Regions from separate parts of the Oryctolagus cuniculus genome. Here region 2 is linked to region 1. The links are chromatin contacts, called in public Micro-C maps. All regions are on one chromosome and are shown on one strand. The core of a region is the stretch at or near the end of the contact, and the rest is flanking DNA. Distances in the headings are between cores, read along the strand shown.

What was found. A called contact is a pair of places that touch in the nucleus more often than the background predicts.
Region 2: a contact with region 1 is called in a Micro-C map of ear pinna, with 2.2 times the contacts expected there. The contact joins the enhancer-like site here to the promoter of SESN3 in region 1. A contact is called at or near these places in 2 of 6 Hi-C or Micro-C datasets (ear pinna and psoas muscle).

Annotation. Positions count from the first base shown.
Region 1 is chr1:86,603,921-86,607,094 of mOryCun1.1, reverse strand. SESN3 (sestrin 3) reads left to right here and starts at 1,282. Exons shown (of 11, transcript XM_008262422.4): 1 at 1,282-1,421. It overlaps LOC103349689 (a long non-coding RNA gene), which reads right to left and starts at 656. Exons shown (of 4, transcript XR_011390185.1): 1 at 41-656.
Region 2 is chr1:86,705,518-86,708,376 of mOryCun1.1, reverse strand. The region is part of intron 3 of LOC103349689 (a long non-coding RNA gene); the gene reads right to left. Among named protein-coding and RNA genes, the nearest start is that of SESN3, 100 kb to the right of the region's middle. Within about 2 kb of position 1,491, at least 2 of the 8 cell types and tissues checked have an H3K27ac peak or open chromatin away from gene starts, as enhancers often do. A contact at or near this core is called in ear pinna, where this site is marked.

The sequences.
Region 1 (3,174 bases), core at 33-2,532:
CCGCTGGCCCCGCGGCGCGGACGCCGAGCCCCTGACTCACCATTTTTTTGAGCTCTGGGAGAGGCAGGTCCAGAGCAATAGTTTTAAATGGCAGTTTGCTCTCTGAGGCTGCCTTCCCGGGCAGGGCTCTGAGCTCTCTCCGCACGAATCGGACGGGCTGCCTCAGAGCCGGCCTATGGGGGTGACGAGACTGACCTCGCTCTCGCTAGCCCTTTCGTGACGGACAAGCCGAGGAACTTCCACGGCTGGGAGGGGGGCGAGAGGGAAATGCTCCAACACAAACGCTCGACTGATTGCTGAAATATACCTCAGATTTCTTTACCCACATCCCTTACCCCACTCCCATCTCTGGGCTTTCTCACAGAGCTCGCAATCTCAGTGATGCATAAAGTTCTTCGAGATCCTAAAGGCAAAGCGCTACCCCATTGCCTTCTTTACAGCCAAGCTTGGATTTTGGCTGACAGGAAGCCTAGTCCCTACCCCGGTGGAAAATAACGTTTTAGCTCCCCCTTCCCTCCTCAAGAGATCACGAAATGTTTAGCTCAGTCTTGGTCCCTCTAGCGAGCTCTAGCTCCCAGCAATTTATCTCACTCTGCTTTCCACAGCGCCAGGGACCCAGACGAGGAGGAGTGGCTTACCGCGGGGGCGGCGCTAGTCTTCCAGGTTCGTTTGCATACGACACACCCCCTTCCTCTTATTGGTGGAATAGCGCACACTGTATTCCCTCCCACCCCGCTACCCAACTAACCCGCCATCTCCCTTCGGTTCCGAGCCTCGGAGATAAACTTAACTTGCCCGGAGATTCAAGGCGTCCTCGGCCTTTACGATTGGTCGGCGCGGCGCCCAACCGGGATCTAAAAGCTCATTGGCTGTGTGCTAGCGACCCGGGGGCGTGGCCGGAGCTGTCCGATTGGCGGGAGGGGGCGGTCCCGAAGCGTGGAGGTGGTGAAGGTGGTGGGGCGGCGGGGGCGGGGCCGCACTGAGGAGCTGCGGCGGCGGCGGCGGCGGCAGCAGCGGCAGCGGTGGCGGCTGCTCGTCCTAGCCTGGCGGGGGCGGGGGTCTGGAGGATGGGGGCGGGTGGAACAACGGGCCGGTGAGGAGCAGCCGCCGCCGTGTCAGCCGTCGCTCGGGCAGCCGCCGCAGTGGTCGCCTCGGGCAGCGCCGCTCTCTCGCTGGCCGTCGCCTTCCATCCCGACATCCCGCCGGGAGGAGGCTGAGGCGGCGAGGCACGGCCGGCGACGGCGGCGAGCCGGTCCGGCCCCGCAGCGGCGCGGCTGACGGCAGTGACAGTGCACCCGACCCGCCGCCCACCCTCGCCCTAGCCTTCGACGCCGGCGGCCACGATGAACCGGAGCGGCGGCAGCCCGTCGGCCGCCGCCAACTACCTGCTCTGTACCAACTGCCGGAAAGTGCTGCGGAAGGTACGGCCCGGGCCTGGGGTCCTGCCCCGGAGGGGCTCTTCCTGCCGGCCGGAGCTCGCGCCGCGGGGCCCCGGGGGCGCGCGGGGGCCGAGGCTCCGGGGTCTCCCCTGGCACTGCCCCTTACCCGGAGACGAAAAAGGGGGCGTGGGTTTCGGGCCGCTGCTGTTTTTCATCTCTGTTGGGACAGACGCCAGTCTCGAGGGCTGTTTTTTTTTTTTCTTATTTCTTTTCTCTGTATCTTTTTTCATTCTTCTTTCTGTGTGTGTGTGTGTGTGTGTGTGTTTGTGTGTGTGTGTGTGTGTGTCCGCGCGCACGCGCGCGCCTACCTTCGGTCTGTTTTCCAGCCCGCCTCCCTACCTTGCTTCTCCGGACACTGGGAGGGAGGCACTCGTCGATCCTCCTCCCTGGGCCGTTTGGCTGTCGATGGAGGTCCGGGTGAAATCAGAGCAGCCTGGGCTGGGCTGGAGGAACCCGGCTCCGTCGTGGCTGTGGCTAACTCTCGGGGTGTTGTTTGTTCGGTTGCTTTGCCTTGCCCAGCAGCCCCCTTTCCGTGTTCTTCCGATGGTCCTCCTGTGTCTGTAGTTCACTCATGAAAAGAACCAGTAAAGCATCTTGAACTTAATGCCCCGTGGGAGATGCTTTTCGACCTTACCGGTTCCTCGGCTGGGGGAGGAGGAGGGGTGGATGTGGTTATCCCTGCCTAGCACCCCCTCCCCAGGCTCCATCCGGACGCACCGCCAGCTTATTGCTTCCCAGATTGAGGGATAGAAAGTTTAGTATTGTTTAGCTTACTTGGCTTGCTCTCTCGGGGATGGGGGGGGGGGTGCGTGGGGGCGGGGGTGTGTGAAAAAATGTCTCTTTAGATCGAGAAGAGTTTTTAATCAGATTTTAACAGCCGCCCCTATAATGCTGTCAGATTATTCTTCTCCGAGCTCTTATTTTTGCATTTCATTGAGTGGAAACATCAGGTGAGGTGCTTCTGTTTGTCCAGTTCAAATGAATTAAAATTGCTGAGCTGTGCAAATGCATGGGGACTGAGAGACTGAGATGAATGCGGTACCAGTTTTAGTCGATTTCCCTAAACACAGTTCACTTCAGGATTGTTCTTTACATGTTAAAAAGGAAAAGAAAGAAAGCTCGTAAGTAAGCAAGCTTAAATATTTGCGCTCTTTGTCCAAAAACTGTTTTTCTTCCTCTGTGGGTCAGGCCAAGTGCCAATCAAAGTTGTTTTTCAAGCCTCTTTTCCCTGCAGTAGAGCTGCTGCATTTTTTTCCCCTATTTTATTTGTGAGCATGAGGAAAGCGGAGGGATTGCAGATTTGAAGTTAATCAAACAGCTAAAAATGCCTTAAATTGTGTTTATTGGATATGTTTCTCTTGAAACAGATTTTTATTAAATGTGCATGTTGAATATGTGCAGTTATTTTTTTCCATAAACTCCGGGATCAAATTACAGTTGATACTTGCTCCGCTCATTGTAGGGCAGGCAGCTTGTGAGAAATGTAATGGATCAGAAGTGCAGATCAGCTTAGTTGAATGTTAACTCTTTCACTGCAGGGCCAGATGTCATCTGAATTTATCTTTTTAAAAAATTATTATTTCCTAACAGGGGTATGTTATGTCTTTGATATGAAAAAAATGTGGTGTTTGAGATATGTTTGATTGAACTCAAGCCTGGCTAAAAGGGCAGCAAGTTATGTTTTTTAATTGAATAAGAATAAAGAATATTATACTGACTGATAAATTTTTAAATG
Region 2 (2,859 bases), core at 242-2,741, 100 kb before region 1:
GAAGACAGGAGAAGGGTGATGAGCTGAGCCGACAGGGATGGGTACCTTTTCCCGCAAAGCTTCAAATATCCCCTGTTGATCTTTCTTCACTAACATTTTTTCCTATGTGGATTTCATGCACCAGTGGCAATCAATGTCCAAGAAGGCATGAAAATTCATTTCTGTCTGGGCTCGGCCAGGATCTCTGGGCTGCCTGCATGTTGTTTTATTTTAAGAAAGCACTTGCGTTTTAGCTGGGAAGCGTATTTTGAGCACCATCTTCCAGAACGGCTTAGTGCAGGCTGGAGGCAAGGAGGTAGCAGGATGAAATGAAAGCCCTGGAGGTGTCTTTCCTCAGCTCTGCTGCTGAGAAAATCATTTGGGGATCAAGTCCCTTCAGCAGAGTTTGCTCTTCCTCTGCACAGTGAGGGTGCTAATAGCTGCTGCCTCCATGACTCGCAGGGATTGCGAATGGACCAGGCTACAAGGAAAACCACGCAGGTACAGGGCCCTGGGTTGCAAAGGTTTGCTCCTACAGAAAGGTTTTGGATAAAGCCAGGAAAGAACACTACCACATTTTTTCTTGGCTTTTTATAGGGTGTTGATCCAAGGATCTGTTTTTACATTTGAATGCAGCAGTCAACTGTAGCATAATAGATTGCAGACCTTTGTGAAAACTCACTGTGAAGGCTTCGGCAAAGAACTGGGGGCCGGCTGGCTGCACAGAACTGCACCGTCAGCAGGTTAGGAACTGGGCACTTGTCCATGTTTTCCTTTTTTTTTTTTTTTTTAAAGGAGTCATTGACCTTCCACAGGCCTGTATCAAAATGGGGGGAAGAAAAATGCTGCCAGACACTGTGGGGTTGGAAGAGACCTCTTTCAGAAGGCTGGAAAGGGCTTCATTTGGTCTATTTACTGTCATGGAAATTCTGAGTGTGACTTAGAGGCCTTCCTGGCTCTGAGCCAGGGGGAAAGGTTTGGAAAAAAGAAAGAGAGAGAGAGAGATTTCAACTGGGGGAGGGAGTAGGGTGGGAAAGCAGCTGCCCTGGCACAGCCCCCAGAGGGCTGCAAAGGGCCCCAGTGCCTACTATACAAAGGCAGATTTGGGAGTCCCTGCAAGTGTGGATGAGAGTGACAGCCAATGTCACTGTTCCAGGGTGGCCAGGCTTGATAAACACGCTGGGAACTTAGAAGTTGTTCTCCATGTGGTAGACCTCAGTCAATTTTCCATTCATTCATTCACTCTGCAGGTAGCCCTTAAGGGCCTACTGTGCTTGTGACACACCATGCTGGGCATTGAGTGTACAGATATACCCAGTACAGTCCCTGCCTTCGTGTGATAGGAAGAGCTCTGGTACAAATGGCAGCTAAGCTGCAATGGTCAGGCGGACAGGAGCTGCCCCAGGAGGGTGAGAAGACCAGTCTCAGGTCTTCCCTGCATGTGCCCTCTCCAGGGCACCTCAATTCATTTCAGCTGTCATGGCTGGAATTCCTGGCAACTGTGCAAAGAGCATGGTCCCTTCAGACTCCCAGTGAGTTGGTGCCCTCCCAGGTTCAGACACTGACTCCTCAAGTGCCAAGGATGTAGGAGCAAAACATTGTCCCCTCTCCCAGGGGTCTGCATGTAGGGAGGATTCTCAGCTCTGCTCCAGGCAAGATTCCCCTGGTGGAGGCAGGAAGGGTAGGAAGTGTTGGAGGGGCAGAAGACTGCCTTCCTAGAAACACAGATGTCACTCTGGGCGGGCAGCTTGCCTGCCCTGGGCTTTAGGCTGTTCTGGAACTGAAAGGGGGTTGGAAACCATCTGGCAGAGTAGGAAACAGAAAGCCCATGGCGAGCAGCCACCGTAGCCTTGCTTTCCCGGTTGGCCTTCCTAAGCTCCCCACAAGCAGGGACTTGTTTTCTGCTAAGCTCTCCAGGAGGCTACAGAGGGGGCTGAGGTGAACTTGTGCGTGCGTTTTCACAGCCTAAGGAGAAATGGCACATGTTGGGGGGTGGGGGAGTCGGGGAGATAAAGAGGTCAGAGAAAAGATGCAAAGCAAACACAGTGAGAACACTGCGCTGAGAACGAGAAACGCTCGCTCTGGCAGGCCTCCAGGGCTGCCACTATTATTTTTTTTTCTGGTTGAAAATCACAGGGTTGAAGATGAAGAATACCTTCAGAGATGGGGGAGGGGCGGGGCCTGGCTCCTTGGAAGGCTTATTAACACCAGGCAAACAGGATGGTAATTAATCATCGGGGTGAACTCCAGCCACAGGGATTAACACACAGCTGTATTAATGCTCCCGCCTGGTATCTTTATTTCAGGAACGTCTGAAACTTTGAGGATGTTTTTCTAAACATGATTCCCCCCCCCACCCACCCCCCCCACACTGCCCTCCATAGCTTAAATGAGGCTCCCAAAGTGAAGCCTAGCAACCATATTGTGATGTTTTTAAATTCACAATTTTATTCCAGGGACTCGTCCATCTCATTAACTCTGACTTAACTCCACTCTGGTTGGAGACAAATTGAAATAATTCAAAACATCAGGCAACTTAACATGAGGTTTTATGTACACCAGTATAAATATATATGTTTGTGTGTGTGTGTGTGTGTGTATTTCTCCCAGCTCCTAGACCTTTTTTTTATTGAGCTGCAGTTAATAGAAACAATTCTCATGACAGGAAATCTATTATGTTAAAATATATGCTAAGTCTGGCATTGTCTGGAGTGGTTAGCTTCATGTTGTCTGACAAGAAAAGGTCGACTAAGTAAATGAGGGCAACAATCAAAATCCCAGCCCAAGTTTGTCTAGCTTATGTAGAGAAATACATATTTTTATTACTTTAAAAATTGTTTATTTTTTATTTATTTGAAAGACATGGAAGGAGAAAAAGAG